Regions from separate parts of the Mus musculus genome. Here regions 1 and 2 are each linked to region 3. Evidence: chromatin contacts called from public promoter capture Hi-C data. All regions are on one chromosome and are shown on one strand. Each heading gives the region's core, a stretch centred on a gene start, on an enhancer-like site or on the middle of the called end of the contact. The rest is flanking DNA. Distances are from core to core; before and after follow the strand shown. Region 1 holds the start of Ivl (involucrin). Region 2 holds the start of Kprp (keratinocyte expressed, proline-rich). Region 3 holds the start of S100a11 (S100 calcium binding protein A11).

The links. Promoter capture Hi-C pulls out the DNA fragments that hold promoters and counts their contacts.
Region 1: a promoter capture Hi-C map of the 3T3-L1 cell line shows a contact between it and region 3, with 2.9 times the contacts expected there. The contact joins the promoter of Ivl here to the promoter of S100a11 in region 3. A contact is called at or near these places in 4 of 39 promoter capture datasets (the 3T3-L1 cell line, hippocampal neurons and liver) and 1 of 115 datasets of contacts at active chromatin or transcription factors (pancreatic cancer cells).
Region 2: a contact with region 3 is called in a promoter capture Hi-C map of the 3T3-L1 cell line, with 2.5 times the contacts expected there. The contact joins the promoter of Kprp here to the promoter of S100a11 in region 3. A contact is called at or near these places in 2 of 39 promoter capture datasets (the 3T3-L1 cell line and hippocampal neurons).

What each region holds. Positions count from the first base shown.
Region 1 is chr3:92,572,347-92,575,744 of GRCm38.p6, forward strand. It overlaps Ivl (involucrin), which reads right to left and starts at 1,389. Exons shown (of 2, transcript NM_008412.3): 1 at 1,346-1,389; 2 at 1-433. The coding sequence starts at 410. It overlaps Gm35639 (a long non-coding RNA gene), which reads left to right and starts at 1,475. Exons shown (of 8, transcript XR_867457.3): 1 at 1,475-1,649.
Region 2 is chr3:92,825,330-92,828,837 of GRCm38.p6, forward strand. Kprp (keratinocyte expressed, proline-rich) reads right to left here and starts at 1,918. Exons shown (of 2, transcript NM_028629.1): 1 at 1,886-1,918; 2 at 1-440. The coding sequence starts at 412.
Region 3 is chr3:93,519,102-93,522,799 of GRCm38.p6, forward strand. It overlaps S100a11 (S100 calcium binding protein A11), which reads left to right and starts at 1,395. Exons shown (of 3, transcript NM_016740.3): 1 at 1,395-1,452.

The DNA.
Region 1 (3,398 bases), core at 139-2,638, 950 kb before region 3:
TGCTGCTGCTGTCTGAGGTGCTGTTCTTGCATTTGTGGCTCTTGCTGCTGTTGTTGTTCCAGGCACAGGAGCCCCTGGGGCTCTTGTGGTAGCTGCTGCTTCTCCAGATGCAGTTCCTGTTCCTGCAGCTCCTGCTGTGACTTTTTCACCTGCAGCTGCTGCTTTTGTGGTCCTGGCTGCTGCTGGTGCTCACACTTTTGATCAGGCAGATCCTTCACAGGGTTTGGCCGCTTCTCCTCATGTTTGGGAAAGCCCTTCTCTTGAATCTCAGTGAAGACCTGGCATTGTGTAGGATGTGGAGTTGGTTGCTTTGCTTGTTCCTGCTGGATATGATCTGGAGAACACACAGTCTTGAGAGGTCCCTGAACCACAGCTGGAACAGTCACTGGCAGTGTGTGTTGATGGGACATCTTGGAAGCTTCTGTAGACCAAACTGAAAAAACAGAAGGGTCAGAGGGTGGACTGAAGATAAGGGAAATAAAGGAACTGCTGAACATACAGAATATACATTATGTTCTGCGTTCTTGACATCCTTACTACTGAATAGGGCATTCTCCCACTTCCTTAGGCTGTAAATCACAGAAGTAGAAAAGAGTTAGGGTGGAAATGGTGAGTGCAAAGAAATGCTATCCACTGAGCCCTCTTGTTCACTGGAGGAGTCATTTTACAAAGAGGTTCTGCAAGAATAGGCTAGCTGTTAATTAACCTTCTTTTTTTCTGGTCTTTCCCTGGGTTCTGGAAAGACAGTTTCTGTGATATGTCACAATATGAAGGGAAACCTTAGAAAATTAAAGGTCTCACAGAGGACTCCAGAGCTCTGGAAAGCTTAGAGTCTGTGATGAAGGGGAGCTGGGATTGCAGGAACCTCAGACTGGAGTCATATAGCACATTGCAGGCACAGCTCCCATCAAAACACTATGGATTTCTGGGCAGCTCACATAGTCCTTCTGGGTTTAAGGTTTTGTTTTGTTTTCTCCAAAAAATTACCAGGTTGCCCTACTCAACCTGAGAGCTCCTTTCTTCTTTGCTCTTCTGAATGTGAACTGTAGTCCCAGGGCCAAAGTTGAAGAGTGAGGGGCAACTGGAGAGTTACTGAGAATTGTAGCTTGTTATTCTCAGTACTTAGAGTACTTCTAATGCAATTTCTTCACTCCTGTTTTTCATGGCTTTCTCTATACAGAAAGTTTCCCTCTGCACACCTACCTGCTTCCTTGAAGGTTAAGTAATCCAGCTGAATCTAGCCCCAGAGCAGTATCTACTCCAACTCTAAGTAGACACTTATGGTCATGTTCTGGCCCGTTGGGAGCCTACAGCCCTAACTAAGAACCCAGTAGCTAACACTCACCAAACTCACAGGAGGGAGAAGGCAGAGGCTTCCAGCAGAGTCCTGAGCTGAGCAGCAACTAGGGCCCTTTATATTGTTCTAGCCTACAGTCCTTCTCAGGTTGGGGGTGGTAGACTGGTTTCACCACTCCAGTTGGTCAACTTCCTTCCTTTCTGAGTCATCTGATAACTTAGACAGCAAACCCCCACACCCCCAGGGCTCCCTTTTCTAGCTGCTGTTGGAACATGTGGGAGTGTGAAGGCTCAACCCCTCCTAACTGAGATCATCTGACCTGAGCACAGGAGAAGAGAAGGGAGTGAGAAAGGTATCCTACTTTGTAACTTCAACAAAACTTACCTTTCAATCTCAATGGGTTTGGGTTTGGCCTGATTTATAAGTTAGTGTATTCATTTCCAAGGGCATAGAGTGAGAAGCTTTGTGCTTTGGGGATAGCCAGGCCAAGATCTATGGTACAATAAGGAGTCACATCTGAAGGGACATATGGTAGGCATGCTAGTTTGCTATTAGCCCATCTGTACTCAGAATTAACATAACTTGATTTTATAAGGGCATATGTTGTGTCTTGTGAAAGATCAAGAAGATGGAAGCATTAGTCTTAGATTCCTCCAGCTGTATACCAGGAACTGCCCAGCCCCCACATCATACCCATAGTGTATTTATCGAAGTTTCTAAGGATACCATGCTTATAAAGGCTCCTGGTTCACTTCAGGCAAAGGAAACAGGAAGGAGTAGGAATAGGATATGGTGAATGCATTGCATTTCATGATGATAACCAATACTTTCTATAATTATTTTTGGAAATGTACACTATACAAGCTCAGAACCAAATTGTCCATTGTCACCTCAGAACATTGTTTTCCTTCCTTCCTTCCTTCCTCCCTTCCTTTCTTCTCCTCCTTCTCCCTCTCCTCCTTCTCCTTCTCCTCCTCCTCCTCCTCCTCCTTCTCTCCTTCTCCTTCTCCTCCTTCTCCTTTTCTCCTTTTCTCCTTCTCCTTCTTCTTCTTCTCTTCTCTCTCTCTCCCTCCCTCCCTCTCTCTCCCCCTCCCTCCCTCCCTCTCTCCCCTATCTCTCTCTTTCTTTCTTTCTTTCTTTCTTTCTTTCTTTCTTTCTTTCTTTCTTTCTTTCTTTCGGGGGCATGGTTTCTATACATAGTCTCTTTGTGTACCCCTGGCTGTCCTGAAAGTAGCTCTGTAAACAGGATGGCCTTGGATTCAAAGATTCACCTACCTCTGCCCCCTGAATGCTGGTATTAAAGCCACCATTAGAAACATGCTTCTTAAAAATAGATTAGAAAACATTATAGAGTAGGAATTTAAGCATCTACCAACCTTCAAAATGCTCATAGTAGCCTAAGACACATATGATAAAATTCAGATTCACTGCTATACTCAAAAGGCCCTGGCTCATGTGACTTCTCTCTTTTGTCTTGACACAAGTTACCCTTTCTTTGAAATGTATGCTACAATCTCCCTGCAGGTCCTTGGTCCCTAGGGCACATCCAAAGTGCTTTGACTCAGGACTATGTACCTGCTGTCCTTTCTACTAATAGGCTCCTTTCCAGTGCTCTGACATGTATTCAAGCTTTGACAGGAATGTTGAGATCTGACGAACATACTCCTCTGAATGCCCTAACTATCAGATTGTCTTCAGCTTTAATTAACTAATAAATTTTAGTTATTCTATCTATATTTATTTCATATTATTTATCTGTCTTCCACTGAAAAACAAGTTATATTTTGAGAGAAATATTCTGGGTGTGCTTTCCATTGTCTCAAGGACCTATCAAAGTCACTCCATACACTAAAACACTATCAGTATTAATTAAAAGAATAAATGACAGCAAATCTCATACCTACAGACAACAACTTCCTAATATTTTAATGTCAAACAATCTTCATGTGTTTGAAAATGTGTGTGCTAGGAAAATAAAGCTGAATTGTGGCTTATTTTTGTCTTTAGTGCTCAGTTAACAGCTTATTTTATGGAGTTCATCATTAACACTTTTTTATGAGATCATACAAAATAATATAGTAAAATAATGGAAAGATAAAAC
Region 2 (3,508 bases), core at 668-3,167, 690 kb before region 3:
CATAATAGGTCTGAGGAGGTTGTGGGATTTGCACGTAGGAAACCTGAGATTGACATGGAGCCTGGCATTGAACACAGGAAACCTGAGTCTGGCAGGGAGCCTGGCACTTTATCTCAGTGGTCTTAGGCTGGTATTTCACCTGGGTAGTCTTTGACTGGCACGGGGCCTGGCATTTGCCTTTGGTGGTCTTACATGGAGCCTGGCCCTTCACTTCAGTGGTACTGGACTGGCATGCAGTCTGAGAAACTTGAACTGGGCATGGTGCAGCACATTCCAGAACTTTCATCTCACATGGAGCTTCCACCAGCACCTGGTTGTTGGCGTAAGAAAACTGTGAGGGGCCAAAGGAGGAACCCTTGACACAGCACTGGGGTATCGGCACACAACACTGAATCGGTTGCTGGTCACACATGGTCCTGGTGCAGGTGAGTAAGCAAGACCTGAGGGTAGAGAAACCAGGGTCAGGAGGCTAAGAGATGGTAGTCAGGAGCTGGGATCTAGAACAAGAAACCTGGCATATTCTCTGGTTTTTCTTTATATGCTTTCAACCAAGAATCTTTACTGACTTAGCTGAGCCCATACTAGTCACTATTGCTCATGAGACCTGCCCTGGTTGTGCCAAAATTCAGTTCTGCATAGCTGGGTATAAAGTTAGGCATACCAATGTCTGCCACCAGAGAGCAGTGATGACAAGCAGATTCAAAGTCAAGTAGCAGAAAACAGCCCTACAGGAAAAACAAGTAACAGCTTGTTTCTGTTTGTGCATAGCCCAAACTGAGACTTCCATGCACACAGGAACATATACACAAGCCACATGTGCAAATGAGCTCGAGGCAGGGCTGGGGGAGCACTGGCATTATCTATGTTCACATTACACCAGAGTCCACTGAATTAGCAACAGATCCAGGCAAATGCTGGACCTGTCAGACCCAGTGTTCAATATCTGCTGCTTTGCATTCAGTCTTTTAAAGTAAATTTTAAATAGATCCTCACAGAAATATGAAAATATATATACTTTGTATGCAAAACACACCAGCCTTAAGATTAATGGCCACTTGTCCAGGAAGGTTGCTGTTATTAATGACCTGGAGGATGACAATCAACGGCTTCAGAAATGTTTTCTCCTAAGACTCTCTGAGATGCAGAATGGAGTTAATTAAACTGAGATAAGCCAGAGACTATCATATTCCTCATCACATTCAAGAGTTTACAGTCAAGTAAGACAAGTCAGAAACCCTTATGGATTTACATTGTGTGTTCATCACAATATACCCTAAGGCATTCAGGTATATGCTCCTATACTACCCTTAGCTAGCAAGAAAATACAGTAACTCCCATCTGCTTTTCCCAGAGCCACCTGTCTGTTCAGGTAGACTAATGACTGTCAAAGCACAAGGTTAAATTGACAATTGAATCATAACAACAAAGCACCTCTCACAAGCTTCCAAAATACCCAAAATTCTCCCCCTGGAAAACAGAGCTAGACATTTCCCATTTGTAGCAAGCGTCTGTGTTCACTAAAGAGGGTGATCCATCCTCCTGTGCCTCTATGCACAGAACATAAATAACTACTGTACCCATCCTTCTGTGCCTCTAACCACTCAAAATAAATAAATATTGTATCTTCTCCAGGGACAACAAGTTCCTAACAGAAAGAAATGATACCTGGAGAAAAGACCAGGAATGCCAAAGATAAATACACCAACTTTAAAGCCCCATCTCTTCCCATAAATTCTACACATTTTATAATCCTTGGTCAGTGTTCCACCTCAGACTGATGTCCCTCTGCCCTAGCTTCTGCCTTAATCATTCCTCAGTCTTTACAGTCTGGGGACCCCTTGAATATCCATCACCCATGATCCCAGGACCCAGCTTCCAGACTCACCCTCCTCAGCAGGCACAAAGTCATTCAGGCTAAGGCATCTGGACAGAAGGCTGTGTTTATATAAAGAGTTGTGGGTCTGGCTCACACTATGAGACAACTGGTTGGCATCTGCCCAAGGTAACATTCCACCACGTAATTTCCTCCCTGTGTGCTGTCCATCTAGTCACCTACAGAGTTGGGAGTGTCTGTCCCTGGTGCCAGAGTTTCCAGGCTATAGAGAAGCAGATTATTTTTTCTCATTTTTCATCCTATCAGGTTCCTTTCCATCCCAGCAGGACTCAATGGTGAAGGTGGTGAAGAGGCACTGAGGTATCATCTTTCCTAGAAAATTACTCCATGTTCTATCTTCTCCTTGCCTCAGATTCTCACAAGATAGAAGTAATGAAGGAAGCATTCCTTGACGTAAAGCAATCAAGCCTAAAGTCTAAAATCAAGTCAACTTCAGAATGAGGAAAATGTGAAGTCAGAGCTGCATGTAGTGTCTCGTGCTGATGACTTACAGCTTGGAGACCTTTATAGCTAAACTAGAAGTTAATTTGCTCTTCTCCAAAATGGATGAATCTTTTTAAAATTATCTTGGCAACTACAATTCTTTCTTACAAATCTTTCTTACCAAGAATGATGTTCAAAATAGCCAACATTTTCTCAATGTTGGTAAGCATGCCATAAACAAAAATGCAACTGGATCAATGTGCATCTGCTATGACCCAGTCTAAAGCAGAGGAGACAGAGGATGAACAGCAAGTGCTTGCCTGATGCTATACAGCAGTCCTCCAAAGCATCTTAAGGCACTCCATGTCTTAGAAGACAGCACAGTTCAGAATAGAGCTAGCAAGGTGACCCCATGAGACATATAAACACAAGCTGGGTGTTCTTTACATTTTACTGCACTTTGTTAAAACTAATAATTTTTTAAAGTAAATAGATTTTATCTAATGTTGTAGATCTCCATGTTTTCCTTTATAAATTAAGTCTGTTTAGGGGGTGTCTACCTTTTATCAGACTGACAATAGTTACCCTCCAATAATAGCATATATGGTTTTACATTCTACAAAGATTCATCATTCTTTTGTTGTTGTTGCTTTGGCTTTTGTTTTTTCTTTTCTTTTCTTTTCTTTTCTTTTCTTTTCTTTTCTTTCTTTTTCTTTTCTTTTTTTCTTTTCTTTTTTCTTTTCCTTTCTTTTATTTTTTTTGAGACAGGGTTTCTTTGTGTAGCCCTAGATGTCCTAGAACTCTTTCTGTAGACCAGGCTGGCCTTGAAATTAGAGATGTGCCTGCCTCTGCCTCCTAAGAGTGGGGATTAAAGGTATGTGCTACCACGTGCAGCCCTTCATTCTTCATTCTATATATACAGTGCAATCTAAAATGTAAGACTCCTTATATTATTTTTCCAATATTCTTTTTATGGTTAAAAAGGAAACATTGTGCTGAAGAATTGTTCGGTGGTTAATAGCATTTACTCTGTAATCCTGAGAATAAGAGTTCAGATGCCATCAGTAACCTAACAGCCTACCAGAAATTCTTTATAAAAGTCCATAATTCCAACTTTTAGAGGACACCAAGCTAGAGGGATCCCTGGGGATGAAGTGCTGGCTTCCAGCATAGCCAAGATGTGGATTCCCA
Region 3 (3,698 bases), core at 145-2,644:
GCCCAGTTGCAAAATCAATGGAAAAAGGGAGTGGGGATGTAAACTCTATCAGTGCAGGTGTGGAAGAAGGACAGGTGGGTCCAAGCACACAGTAAGCTGAAATTCCAAGGGCCATGATTTTAGAAAATCGTGTAAGAAAGTAATTTTTTTAAAAACATGGTGCTAATGTTTTCAAATAAGGAAAATGGGAAAATGGTCACATCATCGGCAGAAATGGAAAGAGGGTGGATCTAATTATTTTTTGAATTATTGTTGGAAACACAAGAGTGTTTGTTTTGGTTTGGATTCTAATTTTCTTATGAGACAAAATCCTACTCTGTAACCCAAGCCGTTCTGGAATTCACTAGGTAGGCCACAGGCTGGCCTTGAACTTGCAGTAGTCTTCCCTCTTCAGCCTTGCACATGCTGAGATTATAGGCAAGGGCCACCATGTCTGACTTCAAGGGTTCCTAAACAAGAGACAGGAACTGTGACTGGTGAAATTGGGGGAGCAGAAACCAGGAAGCATTCACACAATGCCCTATTCACATCTACTCTGCAAGTTGTTCTTTTTTTTGGGGCGGGGGGTGTCTCCTTAAGGGCATCACTCTATGTGATAGACATTCTACGTGCCTTTACTAAGTGGTGAAGGCAGCATGGCTTGTTTATAGATGGGAAAATGGAAGCTCAGAGGGGCCAGTACTTGCCAAAAGTGCTGCAGTGATGTTGTGGACCAAGGATTAGAAGCTGGAAGTTTGTCATACAATTCCCAACTTTATTGAAACACAGACAGGAAAATGCCGCACTTGCACAGGGAGATGTTTAGCTGCAAGAGTTTTCTTAACTGTCATTTTAAAACTTGAAAGCAGGGTGAAAATTATCTCTAGACAATAATCACCAATATTCTGTTGGCAATAATCACTGCCCTTAGGTAGGCCAGATGGTGCACACCTATAATCCAGCACTTGGGATGCGGGGGTAGGAGGGTCCTAAGTTTGAGGCTAGCCTGTGCTACATAGAGAATCAAAGTCAGCTTTAGCTACTCAGGAATACCACGTGTCAGAAAAATTTAAAAAATCACAACTGTTTATTAAATTTCTTCAGTGTAGCAGGACAGCCCCAGCTCCTAGGGACCTACTTGATGAGCACGACTCACATTCTTTCTGCTTATCTGACCTGAACTGCAAATGGACACGTGCATAGAAAAAGAGCTAGGGGCATGACTTCCCCTAAAGCCAAAAATCTTTGAGATTCCAGGGAGAGAGGAACAGAGACCTGTTGAGTCACAGGGACTACAACCAGTGAGCTGAGTCTAGAGCACCGACATGGGGACAGGCCGAGGCCTGCGGAGGGGCGGGGGCCGGGGCGGGCACAGCCTGAGTCAGGCTGAGGGGCGGGACCCGGACCCCGACCGCCACTCCTGTCCCAGCCACCGTCAGCCACAGTCGCAGCCGGACCTCGCTCCTCAACTTGGTAAGCATAAGTTTTTGAACTTTTTAGATTTTTTTCTTTTTAATGAAAACAACAAAGAGCTACGCATGCTCTTGGCTGGGTGTATCTTGGACTAACGTGTGGACGTGGCAGAAAATGGATCGGGAAGATGAAACTGTGGGAGGCAATTAGAGAAGAGTGGAGGGCACGAGGAAGCCCTAAAATTACACCCTAATAACAGCCTGTGGGGAGAAACGGCGGTCTTTTGTTCTCCCGGGCAAAATAAGTTCTAGGCTGGGTGCGGCTGCCTAACTGGCCTGAGCCCGGGCTGGGTGCGGCCGCTAGACTCCCTGGGGCCGTGAGCCCCTGAACCCAACCAGTGGCGGCCGCCAGAGAGCTGCAGACTCAGTGAGAACTTGGGGCAGCGTCGCTAGGCGTTCATGAAGACTAGAAAGAAAGCGGTTCAGAACGTAGCCTTCCTGAATTCTGGGGGACTCAGCTGCGGGGAAACCGCAGGCAAACAGCCAAGACATACAGATGAGAAACCGGAGCCTGTTGCAGCCATTGGAACCACAGACAGGAATGTGGGAGGAGGCCAGTCCCTCCCAGCTCGCTCTTTTCCTCTCCCCCTTACTCCACTCCCAGCCATCTTTTTAGCCACTCCCTACATCACCTGCCTGTCTCCTACCTGCTACTTCAGTTCCCCTCGTTTCTTTAAAAAATGTTTCCAGTAATTCACATCCCCTCCAAAATCTACCCCTTCCTTTGACTCTTCAAAGAGGATCAGCAAATGTTGGAGAGAGGCCCAAGTGCGTTTTTGCCCTAGTCCCAAACTAATTATAGATTTTTATGTTTTTAAATGGTTGGAAGACATTCAAAAGGAAAAGAATCCCTTGTAATGCATGAGAATGGCATGAAAATCAAATGTATAGAGTTTACAGGCACCGCCACACCCTTTTGCTTTATGTATCCTCACCCTTGCTGCCTGACTATGGCAAGAGTGATAAGATCTTATGGAGCATAAAGAGCTAAAAAATATCCACAGCTGTCCCTTTATTGCAAATAACAGCAACAGAAAGCTTGCGGACCCCTGCTTTGGTGTGTCAGTCTTTCATCACTTCCTACTTATTGTTTCCTTCTTCCCCTTTTCATCACACAGGGTACCTAGGGCCCAGCACCAACAGGTTATGAGGTGAAAGGAGATAGATGAGACCCTGAACACTTGAAGGAAGAGCTTTGGTGCTGGTTGAGAAAGAGATAGTTGGTGTGGTTCCCTCTTTTTCACATATTTCTGTCAAGGGGAAGCTTCCCTGGAACGTTGGGTGTTTAGGTTGCGTTTTAAAAGGATCTCACTGCGTCCTTTCACAGTGGGGTTTTCCTTGCTGTCACTGTTCCCATCATGCAAAAGGGCGATGGTGTGGGCCGTGCCCTCTCTTTCAGCCGCTGCTCCACATGGGCAAAACCTTCCCATCTGAGCCCTCTGTTCTAAGGGAAAGAAGAAAGGAGCATCTATAGGCCTGGAACCTCCTCCCCAGTCTAGCGAGTCCTCCGTGCCAACTCTCCTGCTATCATGTGACACACTAATAAGGCAGCTAGATTTTAGTTCTGATAGGAAGAGCATGTTGTGTAAACACTTGTTTCTAGGCTGTGGTGTTTGGTGTTTCCCCCCCCCCCCCCCCCTAACTTACCAATAGTTTTCTCTCCTTCAGACTCTTTAGAAAGAACTTATCTCCAGAAGAAGGTTCAGGTACTCTGGGCATTCCTAGGTGCAGTGAGCCACAGCAGTGCAATTTTGATAATAAGCTGCTTAAGATAGGTGTTAGGAACGGGGCATGGTGGCGCACGCCTTTAATCCCAGCACTCAGGAGGCAGAGGCAGGCGGATTTCTGAGTTCGAGGCCAGCCTGGTCTACAGAGTGAGTTCCAGGACAGCCAGGGCTACACAGAGAAACCCTGTCTCGAAAAACAAAAACAAAAACAAAAACAAAAACAAAAAAAAAAAAAAAAGAAAGAAAGAAAGAAAGAAAAAGAAAGATAGGTGTTAGGAAGAGAGGCTGCGGGGCTGCCAGCTTTTGTCATCTTTAGCATGTGCTGTTGCACAGCCTGAAAGCTTCCAACTTTCGTATCCAGAAAGTCCGTCTTAGAGAGCAGTCAAAAACTAAATACTAAATTACATACATACATACATACAAATCATAGTTAACATCAAGCGAGAAAGTGTCAGGGTGTGGTTGACAGGGTCTAGGAAACCCTGCAGTTGCGCTGCTACCCACTAGGGGGAGCACAACG